Linked DNA regions of Mus musculus: region 2 is linked to region 1. The links are chromatin contacts, called in public HiChIP or PLAC-seq maps. All regions are on one chromosome and are shown on one strand. Each heading gives the region's core, a stretch centred on a gene start, on an enhancer-like site or on the middle of the called end of the contact. The rest is flanking DNA. Distances are from core to core; before and after follow the strand shown. Region 1 has its middle 20 kb from the start of Gm33273. Region 2 has its middle 62 kb from the start of Gm33273.

The links. HiChIP or PLAC-seq counts read pairs in DNA pulled down with a chosen protein or histone mark.
Region 2: a RAD21 HiChIP or PLAC-seq map of pro-B cells shows a contact between it and region 1, with 3 times the contacts expected there. The contact joins two enhancer-like sites. A contact is called at or near these places in 2 of 15 datasets of contacts at CTCF or cohesin (large pre-B cells and pro-B cells), 4 of 484 Hi-C or Micro-C datasets (the C10 cell line, CD4 T cells, nephron progenitors and 1 more) and 4 of 115 datasets of contacts at active chromatin or transcription factors (CD8 T cells, bone marrow-derived macrophages, double positive thymocytes and 1 more).

What each region holds. Positions count from the first base shown.
Region 1 is chr3:9,863,095-9,867,186 of GRCm38.p6, forward strand. No RefSeq gene overlaps it. Among named protein-coding and RNA genes, the nearest start is that of Gm33273, 20 kb to the right of the region's middle. Within about 2 kb of position 2,362, at least 79 of the 459 cell types and tissues checked have an H3K27ac peak or open chromatin away from gene starts, as enhancers often do. A contact at or near this core is called in bone marrow-derived macrophages, neutrophils and pro-B cells, where this site is marked.
Region 2 is chr3:9,945,513-9,949,604 of GRCm38.p6, forward strand. No RefSeq gene overlaps it. Among named protein-coding and RNA genes, the nearest start is that of Gm33273, 62 kb to the left of the region's middle. Within about 2 kb of position 2,124, at least 27 of the 459 cell types and tissues checked have an H3K27ac peak or open chromatin away from gene starts, as enhancers often do. A contact at or near this core is called in bone marrow-derived macrophages, neutrophils and pro-B cells, where this site is marked.

The DNA of each region.
Region 1 (4,092 bases), core at 1,112-3,611:
CATAAATGTCGATTCTGGATCAAGCTCACTGTCTGGTGAACTAAGGCTCCAGTGGAGGACGTATGCCTAGAATAGCTTTATAGAGCGACATGCGACAGAGTTGGAGGTGTCCTGCAATAGGGTGTGAGAGGTGGAGGCAGGGGTTTAGCTTTCGTTGTGGTTGCAACAGGAAGCCACTCACACTTTCCAAGCACAAGAGTCTCAAGATCTGATTCCTGCATGAAACAGCACTTGTGCACAGTTGCTGTACCATCTGCAGTTACCACTGAAAGGTGGTTTGCAGACTGAGGTCCCCAGTGTCCTCCCTGAGGGATCTACTACAGAAGTGTGGGATAAACAGGACCACTGCCTGGGGTGATGCTATAGAGCCAGATTGGTGGCAAGCACTTGGAATCCAGACTCCTCTCAGAAGGAGACTGAACAACTGAGCCAGCGAATCAGTACAGAGTGACACTGGAATGGTTTCTCTGGAAACTCAAGTCAAAGAGCGAGTGAGAGGCATTGGTCTAGAGGTTACCTCTTCCAGGGAACTGAAGCAGAGAGTGGAAATGAAGAGCTAAAGGTGCTATAACCTGTGCTCGAGTGTGACAAGAAAGCACTTTGCAAAGAGTAGAGCTTCCAGATACAGGGGAAATTGGTAGCACAGTGACTGTGCCAAAGCTGCCCGCTCTGCTCCCTTAAGCTAGAAAAGGCATGCAGACTCAGCCAGCAAGAGCATACACACAGTACAGTAAGAGGCTGCATTTCCTGTATTTTAGCTGCCTGTTTTCCTACTTATATGTGATGATCCATCTGCAGGATTAGGAGTACTGGATGAAACAGAGGGAAAAGTAAAGAATCTAAGTTTGATTGAAAATTTGATTCAATTTGATTTAAATTAATGAGAACACAACTATAAATATGACCACAAGTTTCTAGGGAGAAATAGTTATTTGAAGCAGGGGAAGTAAGTCCCATTCCTAAGATAGCTGGCTGAAAGTGTTTAGGCTTTGGCTTCGAAGGTGTTTGTTTGCATGTTTGCATTTGAACCCCAGAAGGTGTGGTCTTCAGGAGGTTCATTTAAATAGAAGGAATCAGCAGGGCACAGATTAGACACAGGTTAAGGGAAGTTGTAGCATTTGTCAGCATCAAAGCTGTGCTGGGAAAGATTGTCCTCAGGGTGAGTCTCCTGGAAGGGTGGCCCTATTTAAAGTGTCTTAGTAAGATTATAGGAAGAATAGCAGGAGAAAGAAACACGTTTTGAAATGCCAATGAAACTATAATTAGCTCATTCGTCTCCCCCTTGAGCCATTTGAACTGTAGTCAAAGGCTAAAAGTGTGCTTTAGGTCTTCATTCTCCTTGAGGTCCGCGACCATAGCCAATGCATCTCCTGATTTGTGCTGAGCTCCCATAAGTGCTCAGAGCCCCTTTGGGGATGAAAACGACCAATGGTCTGGCGAAGGAGAAAGTGACAGTGGCTGTGTACTAAGGGAAACATTTTGGGCAGAGGAGAACTTTGATTTTTAAGAGAGGTAGAAATCAGATGATGCAGATGAACTGCAGCTACTAAGACGTAAGATTTCTTCTGGAACCAAGTGTTGGCAGGTGATTGAACATCATTGATCGATTTGTTGATCCAGCAATGCACTTAGCCTTGACTGTGTTCTAGGCATTGTGCTAAACCGTAAGCACACGATGAGAAATAAAGCTCGTGAACTCTCTACCCCTAGGAAGCTTATAAAAGTGTGAGGAAGATGCAGGATAACTGAGTGGGTAAGCAAATGGAAAAGACGTAGAGGAAATCCAGCTTGAGAAAGTTATAGGAGCAAACCTTTCTATGGATGGCCACTGAATCTGGATGAATCAGGGGTCCCAGGCAGAGTTTGCAAGGAGGTCACAAAAGGCTGATGTCTCAGCCAGGCGAGTGGCATGAAAGGCTCTGAGACAGGAAACAAACTGCTCTTTGAGGAACTGAAAGGAGGATTTGTAGCCCAATTTTGAGGCTTGTCTTTGAATAAAAATGAGACTCCCAAGCCGTAAGTGCTGGTACACTGTAATCCCAGCACCAAGGAGTTGGAGGCAGGATGAACATGAGTTCAAGGCCTGTCTGGGCTACATTCTGAGACCTCTCTCAAAAACAAACAAACAAACAAACAAACAAACAAACAAACAATAAAAGCAGGGCATGGGGCATCTGAGTGAAGATCTCCTAGAATAAGGGGATAATTAACAACCTCCGAAGGGCAAAGTGTCCCTGGTGACAGACATTTGGGGCACAATATGCATTTTAGAAGGAGAGACTGAGGAAGTCATAAGGAACTCAGCCAACACTTGAGCTTTTGGTCATGATAGGCACAATGAAGAGGATACAAAGGTTGTGATGACGTCAACGAGGAAACCAGAGAAGGCTTTCAAGAAGAAGCCAGCCAGCTAACATGGAACAGCTGCACCTCGAGCGCGTGAAAAGACCCCGAGATCTGCTTGGTTCTCTGTAGCTTTTCCTGGGTGTGAGAAGGCTCGGGCCATTCCCACTGTCCCGCATCACACAAGCACACCACACACGATCCTGTCCAGAGTTGTCCTGTGCCCCCCACAATACACACCTCATCCAGGAAGCCTAGGGCATTGCTCGTGAATGCTTCACTACCTCCCCTTCCTTTTCTCTCTCTACCTTTCTTTCTGTCGCCCTAAACAAATAATCTCTTCAACCCAGCTGCACTGCCAGTGGCATCTCCTCCTCAGTCTCCCCAGGTGCGTACTGGGAAGAGCTGTTGCAACGGAGGAAACCCAAACTGCCAAGAGCAGGAAACCTGTGTGAACGAGGAGGCCAGACCAGGAAATGGGTGTAGCACACTTCACCGCCAAACCAAAGATACGGTTCCACAACCTGCTGCCAGTTTCCGGCTGTGGGGCCTGGCAGCCTCTGGGCCAGGTACTCCCATCGTCCTCAGCGTGTGTATGCACTCTGACCAAATATGGAATCAAAGGCAAGACACGCATGTGAAATATAAGAGTTAAGTGCAGAGTTCAGTTTTCAAATCTAGCACAGATCTTATCACATTGTTATTAAAGATGCACTCAGTGCTATCGAATTATTTAATGTAGACCCAGTAAAATGTTCATGTATATTTTTATTGTAGAAGATGGTCATTTGTCCATAACTGAGTGCCACAAAAATAAACTAAGCACCAGTTATATGCCAAATAATCAGCTTGGAAACAGATGAATCAAGATGGTGATGCTTTGAGATAGGTCTTTTCAGCAAGAGGTGAAGGGACAGCTGACACACTGGCCACTCATTAGCAGCTCTGTGAGCTTGGGCGGCAACTTTGCCTTCTTTAGGCTTCAAGCTAAGTTAACCTCTAAAATGTATCTGTATCTGCTCTTCTGAATCTGCAGATTCGATGCACCAAGATTGAAAATCTTTTAAAATTGCATCTGTATCAATTTTTTGACTTTTGTTCTTATGGTCCCTCGAAGAATACAGCATCACAGGGCTCACACAGCATCTCCATTGTATTAAGAGTCTTGAAAGGGTTGAGGAGATGCCTCTGTCAGTCAAGTGGCTGCCACCCAAGCGTGAGGACCTGAACTCAGATCCCTAGCACCATGTAAGAAGCTGGGAGTGGCAGTGTGCACCATAACCCCAGGGCCAGGAGGAGGAGATGGAAGGGTTCCTTAGCCCAGTGGCCAGCCATTTAGATGGGTCAATGGTGGGCACTATCTCAAAGAATAAGATGGACAAAGGTAAGAAGGAAGACCTCTGCTGTTGATTTCTGGAGTCTATATTCATGTGTGTGTACACATACATTATAAAAACACAAAAGTAAAATTTATAAAAAGGATATTTAGAGATGATTAAAGGGGAATTATGATTATGTGGGAAGATATTGACAGTTATGTACAAATGCATCATCATTTTATATAGAGTTTATGAGTGTACGTGCATCGTGTAAACACAAGGAAAAACCTCAATGGATACCAAGGGATGGTAGAGTGACTTGGATTAATGACTAATGAGTGTCTTATATTAAATATCAAGCTTAACACTGGACATCTTGAACTACTCATTAAATGGGAGTTTCCCATCACCTCAGAGAATACTGGGCCCT
Region 2 (4,092 bases), core at 874-3,373, 82 kb after region 1:
TGGGATTACCAACCTGTGCTTCCACATCTGGCTTCTTCTACATCTGGCTTTTTAAAAGCTGTTGGGGTCTGGCTGTCAAATTCAAGTCATCATGTTTATAAGGTGAGCACGTTACCAAATGAACTACAGCCGCGGTTCCTGTTCCCCTTCGGATCACATGGCTGACAGAAGCTACGGTTTGATGTTCTGTTTGTCTTTGTTGGGGCATCACCATGCATAACACAAGCCCAGAAACTAAAATACAAATATCAAAAGCTGAAGTACTATGTCTATACAATCATAATTCACACTGCCATAAAGAAAAACAATGAAGTCCAACCATGTGAAGATGGAGATGATGTGTGTATACACACACTCATAGTTAAGTACTTAGCCATATAAACTGATGGGCTACTAAAATAAGAATGATAATTTCTTAGGATTAAGAGGAGACTTAAAATTTAATTATCTTTTAATCTAAAATAACATTTATCTATCATAACATTGGGTCACTAAAAATTCAAGTCAAGTAAGAGCTTCCGAACCACAGCATGCCTGACTGCGCTGTTATATGTGAGAAACATTTTTGCGTGGAATGCATAGGAATAGTTCATTGAACACGAGCAAGTAGCTGGGAAAACACGGTACGCTCATTCTGAAAAGCCCAGACACCATGATGGAGGTGAAGGTGGGATCCACTTCCTGAGTCTCCGTCTTCATGACGAGCTGCACCTAACATAGCAGGTCACAGTTCTGCTACTTCATGAAAACACTTGATGTCCTTGCTGTCCACGCTATGGCTTAGTACTTAAGTATCACATATTGTTACTGTGTGCCACTCAAGGATGCAACATTGCAAAACCACAATTATTCTTTTACATACATTAGCATGACATCAGAGTACAGTCAACAAAATCTTAAGACAGAGCCTTGACAATGGGTGACAAACGCTACTCTTTATTCAACGAGGCTCTGAATGCTTCTCATGTCACATTTTTATATTTTTTGCAATTACAAGTTCCTCTTTGTATTCACTGATAGCTTGTTTTCTGCTTGGGATTTTTTGTTGTTGTCCTTGCTGCTGTTGTTCTGTTAACCAAGGCTGGGGAGTTGGCCTGGGGCGGGAGAGAGTGCAGAGTCACAGTCTTTCTGAGGAAAAGAAACGCTTAGCCAAGGATTCTCATGGTTCCTGTGGCTATGTTGTGACCTGAACTCGACGTGACTCAGCCTGATGCATGTTGCCACTGTGTCCCTGTCGTGAACTTTCCATTTTCACAAAGGCCCCACTGTGTAGCAATTTGGTTAGAGCCATGTCTTAGCCAGGGCTACTGGAAGTAGTCCTGTAGAGTATCTGTGGCATTCAGTAGGATGGGTGGCTTGGATTTCTATTGCTGTGATAGAACATGACCATGAATAAATTGGGTTGGAAAGGATTTATTTCATCTTTTACTTCTGAAGTCACTCCATTGTTGCGGGAAGTCAGGCCAGGAACTTGGAGACCAGAGCTGATGCACAAACTGTGGAGTGGTGTTGCTTACTGGCTTGCTCCGTATGACTTGCTCAGCCTGCTTTCTTGTAGCACCCAGGACCGCCAGGCCAGCGCTGGCACTACTCATAGTTAGCTGGGCTCTCTCGCATCGATCATCAATCAAGAAAACGTACCTCAGGCTAATCTGGTCGGGACATTTTCTCAGTTGAGGTTCCCTCTTCCAAAACGACACTAGCTTGTTCAGGTTGATGGGAACAACTAGCTAGCAAGGTGGAAGATAATTCTAGCAGAGAAATTTTAGGCATCAGTGCTGTGAATGAGATGTAGATCTGTGATATTAGAGCAAAGTTTGGTGAGATTTACCTTAACTCACTTGAAGAACTGAATCACAAGACAACAGGGCAAAATCAGGCCCTGCACAGCTGTGTGTCTTCCTGTAAGATATTTGTACCTATTTAGTCTAATATAAGTACAGTATCTGCAGATCCAACACGATAAGAGGCGTGGTCAAAGTCAAGACCCCCAAGAAGACACGCCCCAAGGCAAACCATCCCAGATTTACTGGAGCAGATGGAGTGGAGAGTGCTGTGGCCACTAGAGACCAGAGATATCTTTTGTTTTCTTCGCTAGGATTACAACTCTCCCTGTGAAGGGCGAAATGGCGATCCAAATATGGATCCCTTCAATTTTCTTTCATGGACAATTACTTTGAATGTGTGTAAGGCTTGACTTCAAATAAAAACATTTCTATGCAAAATTTAATTACTTAGGAAGGATATTATTTCAGACTCGGATCTACTAAACTTGAAAGTGACAGCCATTTCTAGCCATTGCTAAGTGCCACGGCCACACCCAGGCAGAGCGCTCTCCAAATTGGACTGGTTCTGCCATCTAGTGGCACAGTTGATTAACTACAAGTAGTTGAGGCACTCCCTGGCTTGGCCTGCCCACAGGGTGAGAATTAAGTCTGCACTTAACATTGTGGAATTTGTTTCACCTCCTCACACATGTGACTTTGGAGAAGCTATAGAATATTGCTCCATGTCGGCTAGCTGAACTGTATAATGACGATAAGGAGCTATTGCATGGTTCTCATGAGGCACCTGTGCTTCACACATGGGAAACACTTAGCAGATTTCCTGACAGTGATGTGATTATATTTATAATTTTTATTCTCAAAATGCACGTCTTTGGCTGAGGCATGAGAAATCAAGTTATGAAAATATGAATGATTTTTAATAAATGATGTCTATAATACTGAATGCTTGGATGAAAATCAAGTTTATTTAGGCTCTCTATGCACAGCGCCAACACATGCATGATCTCCGTGACACTTGCCTCAAGCCAAGCTGTTCCCCACCTCATAGAGAGCGACTCCATCCCAGCAGAACACTCGATATGTGCATGCTAGTGTGCGCCTTCTTTCTCCCACTTACAGAACCTCAGTCTTTATATCCAGCTAGGTGTCGGCTTCCTGTACACACTTCTCCAGTGCTGTCAAGCAGACTTCAATCCTGCATAGTCCTTTTCTGTGCTGTGTGTTAGAGCATTTGACATGGTCAGGCTGTCGGTGAGGATTGGGTGGGATGCAGGCTGATGCAGACCCGGAGTGTGAAATGCCTGTCATGAGACATTGAGTGTTACCCTCATATACTCTATCATCACAATGCCTGACACAAAGACTTCACACAACACAGGTCTCATCAAAGCTGAGAGGGAAAAATGATTTTAGAGACAGGACCTCACATGTAGCTGAACCAGGCCTTGCATTTGCAACCATCCTGCCACAGTGCATCATGAGAAGGCCAGACTAAACTGGCCTGGTAGGTTGAATTGGTAGATTTGATACCTAAAAGTAATGCTATAATAATAATAATAATAATAATAATAATAATAATAATAATAGTCATTAAGAAACACCTAAAGATTACTAAAACATAAAGAAGCCACTTCCCCTTCTCAAGTGATATTGAAGTTTGACATATTTTTAAGCCTCGCTGGACTTGCATGCTCACAATAGCTGCTTCTGAGCAGCCCTGTACCCCCACACTTGTCTTTTGTTGTCTAGGTGTTTGGGGCTACAGGGATTACATAAGTTTTATCCCCAGTTCCTCTACATCTGAAGTATTGCTAAAATTTCCCCCATTGCACCACTACTCAGACTTTGCTGAGTGCGGTGGCATGATTATATATCCACAGAGCACATCTTTGGCCATGAGCCTTTCTTTCAGCTAGAAATACCTGCTTTCCAACCCAGGGTACAACATCTCTTGCCACCTCATCAGAATGACCCAACGCTATGTTTTATATGGGGAATGGTATAATAAACACAGTGTCTTGCCATCTGAATGGTCATAAGAGAATGGCTTTCGGCTTTCAGTGGCTCTAGGTCGCCTTTGTGAACTTGGCCCAGAAGATCCCGTAGCTATGAAGAAGGGCCTGGCGATGAGGCCAATGCGCCACCCAGTCTGGTCTGTGCTGCAAATCATCTCGTTTTAAAGTGAAATTACTCATAGTCGATATGTTCTATCTAACTTTATATCTTTCTCCAGAAACAATAATTTCTATGGTCGTGAATTTATTCACTTATACATTAAATTTTTAAATCTTACATATCTTGATGG